Regions from separate parts of the Cricetulus griseus genome. Here region 2 is linked to region 1. Evidence: chromatin contacts called from public Hi-C data. All regions are on one chromosome and are shown on one strand. The core of a region is the stretch at or near the end of the contact, and the rest is flanking DNA. Distances in the headings are between cores, read along the strand shown.

Region 1 (4,705 bases), core at 78-2,577:
GCTAAAATTTGGGAGCACTGGGGAGTAGAAACCTAATATATAGTGACAACTTCTAGGAATCTATGAGGGTGACCCAGTAAGGACTCCTAGTCATGGAAGATGCATACTATGACTATGCCTCCTTTTGTAACCAGGCAAAGCTGTTTTCAGCTGAGTTGTTGGCCAAGAGGGCCTGTGGAGATCCATAAACAACCCAGGCTGACGCTAGGACAGAAATTCACTCTCTGAAAATTGACATTGGGGCCGTCTTTCCAAGGACAGCATCCATACAGCTCATTAAACATAGAAAGCTCGAGCTAGTGCCTGCAGGGAGCCTACACCCCTAGATTCTGGTCTCTTTTGTGTGAAGAAGTTAGTGCATTGTCCAGTCATCTCCACAAAGGCTTCCTATGACAGCAGGAGCAGTTGCAAAGACCCAGAACCAGACACTGTGCAGAGAGAGATTCTAAATTTGAAATCCCCATGGGGTCCCTCCCCTTGGAAATCAGGGGATTTTCCTCGAAGAGCTCAAGGAAAAACTGTGGGAGTCAAAGAGGATGGAGGACACCAGGAGCACAGGGTCCACTGAACCAACTAAACAGGGTTGACATGGGCTCACAGAGGCTGAAGTGGCAAGCAAGTGGCCTGCATGGGTCTGCGCCAGGTCCTCTGCATAAATGCCACAGCTGAGAGCTGGTGTTTCGGTGGGATCCCTAACAGTACTAGCAGGTATGTCTCTTGACTCTTTTGCCTTCTCTTGGGAGTCTTTTCCCCCTGTTGTGTTGCCTTTTCCAGTGTTGATATAAGGGCGTCTGCCTTGTCTTGTATCGTGTTTTGTTCTGTTTGAATGTGATCTCTTGGAGGCCTGCTCTTTTCTGAAAAAGGAAACAGAGTGGGATTGGATCTGGGGGAGAAGGGAGGGAGGAGGTGCATAGCTGGGGGAGATGGAGGGAGGAGAAGTTGTGCCCAGGATATATGGTATGAGACATGAATCCGTTTTCAATTTTTTAAAAAAAGGAAAAAAGTATAAACTGCATCTTCATATTACAAATAATTTCTTGCTATAAAATTTTACTTGTTGGAATATAATAATAAAGAATAATGTATTTAACTGCATATTAGTTTGATGTATTAACTCTGAAATATTTTCTGTTTCTTTCTTTATTTGTGTTCTAATAGCTCTTAAAGCCCTGTAAATATTTGGGTTAGTGAAGGTAGGAGAGAAAGAGGGTGCCATTACTAACAAGCACTGCATTACAAACAGAACTCAATCACTCACGATGTTAATTGCCATATTTTTAGATGCTTTTCATTCTGTAAGCCACTCTCTATCCATGGAAAATACCTAGACAATTAGTCACATCAGTCTCCAGGGAAGGAAAGATGCATGGAAGACTGATTTCTGGGTTGCCTGTCTTGTGTAAATGAATCTTTGTTAGTAATTACTTTATGCTTCATACTACAATAGATTCTATAAGTTTCCTGAAGTTGTATGAATTACAGCATTGAGACAGAGTGGTGGAAGAGAGAAGGCTTACAATCTGAATAGCAAGAAGCTGAAAAATATAGACAGTTTGTGAGTGACAGGGAGGGAGTGTGAAAATTATTCTTCTGGAATGAAGTCACACTCATGCTGAAACTGGCAAAAGGTTAGAGATGCAATGTTGTGCACAGCATCAAATGTGTATATCCTCTGACCCCTAAGGAACACAGCAATCCATTTGACCCTCCAGACAATACTTTCTGCCCTTCCAACTCTAATACACAGCCCCACTCTTATTCCCTATTCTCTGGAGAATTGGGCTTCAGACTGGGGAAGTGAACACTTGCCTCAGTCACCCTGATGTTAGACTTCACATTAATCACCTTCAGGATGAGAAGGAATTTGTCTCCATAGACAACCCGAGCCCTTTACAGGAAAGGTTGTAAGTAATGGTATCTTTTTGCTGACTGCAGGAGAACACTTTTCTGATATGAGCACTTAGTTATAGCACAGTAACTGGATTAAGATTTGAAACCCTTGCATTAAAGCAACCAAATAACTTCATTATCTACTCAATACCCAAATCCATTTCTAGAAGCTGTTTCTCCAGTGTCCCCATCACCACACCACCAGGAACATGAGCAGAATGCATTTATTGAGGGTCTTCTTTATCCTTTTTGTATAATTCATAATTGCTCCCTGAACAGGTTATAGTTTTCCAAGCTGCTTCTAAATTTGCAAACATAAGACCTTCTAATATGGTCCAATAAATCCCCAGTGATGCAGCATGTTGTGTGATGTGTATCTAAGATGCTACAACGCATCGTAGATCTCTGATCCCCACCATTTTACTCTTCATTTGAAATAGAAACCATGCAGTTACTTTACAAAGAAATGGCTGCATTCCCTGTGTAGTGCCCTCTTGCAAACTGCCACAATATCAAGGCATTCATGAAAAGGAATAAGAAAACAGCATTCAGCCTTAAGATAGCAAATAGTTTACAATTAAAGACACTCCCATTATCTGTTATTCTGCACACCCCTGTGGAGTTCTGAGTCTCCCTGGCTAAAATCTAAGAAAATTGCTAAAGAGATGAAACACCATTGGCACCTCAGAGTCACCCACAGAACTGAAATATTATGCATAATCGCTCATGTATTAACTGCTGCACTGTGCAGCCATGGTAAAGCCAAGTTGTCTAGAATATTTTGTATTCTCAGTCAGGAAGAAAGAAGGAATGCCTGTCTCTTCCAAGCATGGAATTCCTGAATGTCAGGACTCCCTTCTGTGTAGTGATACCAGTGACTAAACACAAGAAATCAGATTAAAAAATGTATCTCATTTATTACCTATGCATAATTGACTAAAACCAATTGGAGAATCAGGAATTCACACACACACACACACACACACACACACCGAGAGAGAGAGAGAGAGAGAGAGAGAGAGAGAGAGAGAGAGAGAGAGAGAGAGAGAGAGAGAGAGAGGAGAGTGAGACCAAGAGACAGAAAGACCTGCCTCCTCAGAGAAAGAGAGAGAGGGAATGGGCAGAGCTTGTCTCTTAAAGGGATCTTTGCACCTGTATGTAGAGCCAGGGTACTGCTTGCCCTGTGTGCAGGAGTGACAACTCTGCCAGGTACCCAACAGGTGGAGCCAGGTTTGCCTGGATGATAACAGATTAGAAAATGGATGTATGTTTCATCTACACAGATATTCCTGTAGATGACTTGTTTAGTAGCAAACAACAGGTATACCTTCTTACAACAAAACAAACCAAAACCAAAACCAAAAAAGCTAGAATTTGAGTACCCCAGTTGAGGTTTTATTGCAATGATTGAAAATGAGTAGTATATTATCAGTGTGCCGTGTGCCATGACTCACCTTTCAGCTGTAACAGAATGTACTCAGGACCTGTGACATTCTTTGTTAAATGACTGTCTTAATGAAAGCAACTTCTTCAGGCAAAGTTATGTCAGTCCACATTGTTTAAGATAGCAGAGGAAGGAGGCAGTCATATCTGTGTCAGCTCCAGCATATTTTTCCCCATTTAGCCAAAGAGAAGGTAATATAGAGGCTGAAACATTTTCATTTCCTTTTTTTGATTGAAAAGCCATAAAATGGGATTTGAAGCCTTCTTGGTATTTCCTGGAGAGTCATTCCCTGTCAATTTCACTTAAACATATTGGCAGAATCAGCAATCTTACTGAGAGGAAATGCTTGTGATTTTATATTTTCTCCAAGGTCAAGGAAAATTAATTACCCACTTTTTTCACTTTTGGGGTCTGTAGCTCTAAGATGTGTACACTAACCTGCTGGGGTAGGGACAGCTACTGTGACAACCTAGTTTTTCAAACAAAATTTAATGCAGAATCACACACACACACAGAGAGAGAATGAATAAAATTATTGCTGCTACCACCATTCAAGTTAAATATTGCAGTTACTAAAATACAATTATTAAAATTCTTTTTCTCCCCAATGCTTGTTATTTGAGGTACAACAGAAAGTATGAACCAAGAAAAGACACATTGCATTTGTCAGGTGACTCCATCTTGTTACTGTGAAAGATTTCCAGATATACCTACTACATGATAATTAGCAAAGATCAGTGTGGAAGCCAATATCATGAATTAAAAATACTTGCAAGTGTTCTTCACTGTTACTGCATTTCTTAAAACCGAAGAGGATATTTCTGATCAATGCTCATGAATAAACAAACAGATTTTTGGAGGACCTGGCACTCTTATTAATAACTTAGCCAGGAATGGTCTCTCTCTCTCTATCTCTTCTTTCTCCCCTCTCTCTTCTCTTCCCTTACTCCCTTCTCTTCCCCCAATGAATTCTCTACATAAGTTCTGCCTGATGACATGTTTGTCCCTCACCATGGGATTCACCATCTCCCACCCCCCCACCGCATATCATAACACAATTTTCTCTGCTGTGTGTTGAATTGTGCCAGCCCCGTATATATTAAAGGCTTAACCCTCAATTACTGTTAATGAGAAATATGTTGATGTCAGTGAAAATGGAGTCTGTGTTGATGTCAAGAAGCTAAAATGGAGTCTTGAAGTGTCATTAACTTGAGCCTTAAATATAATCTGATCAAAGATACACAAGGATGATAGGGAATGTACTGTGTATGTGTTTTACTGGATGATAAGTAAAATACTGTTTGGCCAATGAGACAGCAAGATAGACAGGATTAGGAGTCAAAGAGGATTCTGGGAAATGTAGTAGAGAAG
Region 2 (5,451 bases), core at 2,020-4,519, 410 kb before region 1:
ATGAAAAATAAATCTGGGCTGGAGGTTGGAGTCCTGCTGTAAGACTGCACAGCTGTCTTCCAAAATACATCTGAATTCAAGAGAAAGAAATGCAAAGCACAAAAGTGAGGGTGTGGTTTGCCCCTCTCCTGATCTCCTGCCTAATGAGTGTCTTGTTCTCTTGATGCTGGTGCTAAGAAGTAAGAGACAGTTCTCTGCATTTCTGTACTCAAACAAAATGATCAAAGGCACCACATGATGAACAAATGAAGGGCAGAGAAAGAACATTGCGACTTTCCAACATTCTTGTCTAAGATGTGCTTTCAAATCCATTATCTTATTTTCTAAGAATTCAGAAATCAAAACACTTGGGAATTTCACAGGCTTGGCAACACTGAGATAGAGTGTGAATGTCTCAACTCCCCAAGGACTCCTCCTTGTTTCATTATTTAGGTTACTCATGGTAAATGGCATAGATTGGGAATCTACCTAGAGTGCACTCCAAAAATAAGCAACTTTTGTTCCATGGGCTTCTCTGGAAAGCCTGGTTCGTTCCTTTTCATATGCAAAGTTGATGGTGTCAGGTAGGATTACTCCTGACACTCTCTGGTCCTTCAAATGACTTCCTCGTTTTCTCAGAACAGAGCCATTAAATGCAGCATTTCAAATACCAAATACCATCCCTGTCAAAATAGCTGACAACCAGGGATTATTAACCAGCTCTAATGCAGCCTTTGCTGCACAAAAACAAATGCTTTGAACTGACAGTATGGTTATTTCTCCACTTTAAAGTCTCTGTTTATGGGATTGCTGTGGAAATCCAGAAGTCAGGTAAACCTTAGTGAATACATTAGTGTCTGTTGTGTGTTGTTGGCTACATCTCCACACACACACTGCTACAGCTGATGTGAGAGGTGTTGCACATTGTTTTCAGAATGTGCAATGTATTAGGGGTTCTCAAGGCCCAATCTCCAGAGGCATGCACACTAACATACATAGGCTTGTACACTTATGTGTGCTCACACCAGCACATGCACATTTATGCATACCCCCACCACACACACACACACACACACACACACACACACACACACACACACACACACTGAATCCTCACATCGACTTGGATGAGCACTTATGCATCCTTTCAACATGGTCGGAAGTTTCTCTGACACTAGTCTACACTCCACAAGAGAATATTGTAAACAGTAGATGATACCTGACTCTCTTCTAACTGTCAAGTAGCTCAGGTGTCAGCAAGCTTAGAGATCACAGGGGTGGATGTCATTCCTATAATGAGCAGCTGAGCAGCGTGTAAAACAAAGGACTAAAACTATAGGACTCCGACTATTGTTCAACAGAATGGGATTTTAATCGTATCTCTGACCCTGGAAAGAAAACATGACAATTGAACCCCTAGAAAGTTTACTAACAGTTAACTGCCTAAACTTCATATGCATGCTTGTTCTCTAGCCAATGGCTTTCTGATTTCAAGTACATCACCCCCCCCCCATAGGAGTCATTTTAAAAGGGTCTACCAGCTACTTAGGCATTGAAGTACTCAAAAGAAAAGCTGCATGTTCTAGAGACCGTAGGGACTGTCTAAAGCCAGCTGTGGTGCTTTAAATGAGATAGCACCCAGAGTCTCAGGCGTTTGAATGTTGCTCCCCAGTTGGTGGCACTGTTTGGGAAGGCTTAGTAGGCATGGTCCTGCTGACAGAAGTGTGACTCTGGGAACAGACTTTGAGGAGTCAACATCGTGTCATTCCTCATTCATTCTCTCTTCTTCTTGCTTGCAGTTCAATATGTGAACACTCAGCACTCCTCTCTAACTGGCTACTGGGTGCCATCCTTCATTGCCAAAATGGACAATTATCACCCTAGAATCACAAATCCAAACAAGCTTTTCTTTCTATAAGTTGCCTTGCTTATGATATTTTATCACTGCAATAGAAGAGTAACTAAATACACCAGCCTAAAATACAAATGGAAGCAATGGTCACTTTGGCCATCATACACAACATACACTTAGATCCCTTTCTTCTGCAACAAATTCTGTCTTTTACACCCTCTCTTCTGAATTCTCTCAATGGAGGACATAAGAGTAGAGAACCAAGGGGAGATGAGAGTCTAATCCTAAAGATGGAGTCACACTGACAGCCTCATTTCACTTCGGGGATTCTAAGTCATAGGCAGGACCCTACTTGGCTGGTCTTGTATAAGGCATAACTTTAATAGAATGACTTGGGCTTGCACCTTGGCAACTTATGAGTAGTCTCAGAAGTCGAACTGACAGAGACACTCTAGCTTCAGCTTCCCCACTAATAGAAATACTATATCCGCCTGATAGGTATAAGCATACAAAACACTGATATTTTATGACATGGATATGGCAAGCAGAATTCTGAGAACGGTGTCAGTTGCAGGAAGAACTGAAATGTTGCTTTAGATATCTGTTTCATCCAGAGTGGTGCTTCAACCTGAGGAGTAATATTCCTTTGTAGCACAGAATAGACAGAGATAACTGAAGATCTCTAGTGTTTCTTCAGAAAGTCATGCTGGTGGCTGTATATATCCTTCAGTTAAAGAAGTGGTTCTCAACCAGTGGGTCAAAGCTCTTGGCGGGGGGGTCACATATCAGATATTTATATTATGATTCATAAGTGTAGCAAAAGTACAGTTATGAAGTAGCAATGGAATAATTTTATGGCTGGAGGGGGGGTCACCACAACACGAAGTGCAGTATTAAAGAGTCACAGCAGGAGAAAGGTTGAGAACCAGTGAAATAAAGTAAAGTACAGCTTGTGAGCTAGTATTAATGTACACAATTTCTTCATACTCCTCTGGTCACCTAAGTCAGAGGTAAACTTACCCACTAGATAGAAAGAATTTCTTTTTAGGAAGAACTCTTAGGTTCCCCTTTCAAATACCTTGATGGCAGAAAAAAACTTAGGAAGATATTCTTCTGTTTGTTGGATTAAGCTTTTATTCTTTTCTGCATTTTAATTTCCCTCTGTGGAAGAAGGATAACCTTTGCTTTTGAGACACAGGTTGCATAAAGATGATTAGAATGAATGGATGATGTCACGAAGCGTCATCAATTCATAAAGATGCATAGCACTCAGTGTCATTGGATGTGACTCCTTAGTCTCCTCTGCCCAAAATGCGTATTTAACAGTAAGGCAGTTAAGTCTTCAACTTAAACAGCCTTTGAAATGCAGGTTGTAGTATACACTTCAGTTGCTAGGGGGAGCCATGTATCCACTTAATTTGTTAACTTGCTCCAAGCTGCATGAACAGGCAGGCCTGTTGAAGCACCATTCATTTCAGTTGTTAAACATATATTCTACAATGTGGATGATGATCTTTCAAGAGAACATGGTATTCAAAACACCTAGGTGGTAAATCTTAAGGCAAATTCTGACCTTAGCAAAAATATGTCCCAATGTTTCCACATCTTTTGTCCTAAACACAAGGGATGATAGCATCCATAAAGCTGTAGTAGTTCCATTGCATCTGGGTATCATTTAATTCAAATGGGATGATAAATAATATTAGATGACAGGTGAGCTGAAATTACACCCATGGTTAATTTTGACATACTTTGCATCCAAACCACACTTAACTACAAGACCAGAAGAAAAAGTCACTACTATCTAGCAAATTCTGAGTGCCTAATTTCTCACAGTTTTATACATGGCTGGCAATAATGAGGAGAAGCAAGCAATCAATCAGTGTCCACCTTTCTGTAATACCATTTGTTGAAAGTACTCCTCTTAGAATTTTCCAGTAAGTTGGAAAAATAAATTATTGGGAGATAAAAATATTGCAAAGGAAGAAAAGAAATAATTAATATTTTCAAGCTGTTATTTTCTACCTAGGGCGGCTTTGTGTGTGTGTTTGTGTGTGTGTGTGTGTGTGTGTGTGTGTGTGTGTGTGTGTGTATGTGTGTGTATACATACACATATATATGAAATCACATTGATTCTCAACAATGATACTAATCATTGAATACTTCTAATACTTTACAGATAAGAAAAAAGGCTCAGAAAAAAATGTGTGGCACATCTGAGTGTTTCAGATCTAGCATAGGCTCTATGATTCCATAAGCAAAGAAAACCAAACATACAAGTAAAAACCTCTGGAGAGGCTGTGCCAGCCACCTCAAACTAGCACTCCCAGTTGCCATGTGGGATAGTCATAGCACCCATCTGATAGTGCTTTGCACATGTCTGTGTGAATCCTGTGTGCAAGAAACAGAGATGACAATGAATGAGACAGGACTGTCACTGTGCAAACATTACCTCAGATCCTCCCAGAGTTTCTGTGCCATTCACACAGTTAAAAAAAATATGCTTCAGTTACTTTATGCATTTTCCTTGTTACTTATATTGACAGCTTTGATTTCTGATGATAAAGGTATAAAGGACACATCCAGTTATGGAGGACTGTAGGGCCAGGTAGCAGACACTCTAGCATCCTTTGACCTAATTGCCATCCATTTCGTTGAAGTCTTCTTTTTCTAAATCCTGTCACTCTGTCCCATACATGGGAGTGATGGATGGCAGACTATTGGGGACAGACACGAGTTTGTTTGCTTTATTCAGCTTGGTAACAGATTTTAAGAGTGCTGGACTCAAACAATGGCTTCTAAATATCTTTTACTTAAAGCATTCAAATTTAATGACCATACAGTATCTAAATTAAAAAATATCCCATGGCACAGTGACTTATAAAGTGTAATCAGAATCCCTGCCATCTGAATTCCTTTCAGGGATGCAGAAATTAAATAATTCCAACATTTCAAGATCCAGCTGCCATTTAAAGGTAATCTTTCCTTTATTTAACTCTGACAGTAATTAAACAGAATAGAGAGTGCTACAGAAAACTAAATCCTCACGTTTTTCTAAATCAATCAGACAGAATTATTGAGAGTACATACAAGATAATGGGGATTTTCCTACTAGCATTATGCTAATGCAATATCATCATAATACATGGCTACAGGTTAGTTTAATAAGACCAGTAGTCTTATTGCTAACATTAATTTCCTCCATATTTCACAGAGCTAGATCCTATCCTCAATAAATTGCATTGAAATAAGCATTATTTCTGTAAGACATTCTCTGTTAATAGAATTTCTTTTTCAGTTTGAAGTTGGTACAGATAAATACTTGCCCAACATGAGCTGACTTTGTGTAATGATCTTTGTGGCTGTTTTCCATGTCCCCTATTTAGGCTTTTCTATAGTTAGAAATAAAAGCTGGGCTGACCTTGAGGTATGCTAACATGAATAACAGATACTTTTGGCTAAATCTCTGCATGGCCCAGAGGATTCTCTGCTGTGGAGAAGCTTGGTGTTCAGTAGGAGGTCAGTGTTGGCTGCTGAAATACCTATTTATTTTTGGTCATTCTTCTGGTTCCAAGTTATATAATCATAAACACACAACCAGAAAAATAACCATAAACTAC

The links. Hi-C and Micro-C count contacts between places; a contact is called where the count stands out from the background.
Region 2: a Hi-C map of the CHO-K1 cell line shows a contact between it and region 1, with 10 times the contacts expected there. The contact joins two enhancer-like sites. A contact is called at or near these places in 6 of 8 Hi-C or Micro-C datasets (the CHK-Q cell line, the CHL-YN cell line, the CHO-K1 cell line and 2 more).

What each region holds. Positions count from the first base shown.
Region 1 is chr2:433,448,558-433,453,262 of CriGri-PICRH-1.0, reverse strand. No RefSeq gene overlaps it. Among named protein-coding and RNA genes, the nearest start is that of Dock10, 74 kb to the right of the region's middle. Within about 2 kb of position 1,327, at least 1 of the 6 cell types and tissues checked has open chromatin away from gene starts, as enhancers often do.
Region 2 is chr2:433,857,374-433,862,824 of CriGri-PICRH-1.0, reverse strand. The region is part of intron 5 of Nyap2 (neuronal tyrosine-phosphorylated phosphoinositide-3-kinase adapter 2); the gene reads right to left. Among named protein-coding and RNA genes, the nearest start is that of Nyap2, 190 kb to the right of the region's middle. Within about 2 kb of position 3,269, at least 2 of the 6 cell types and tissues checked have open chromatin away from gene starts, as enhancers often do.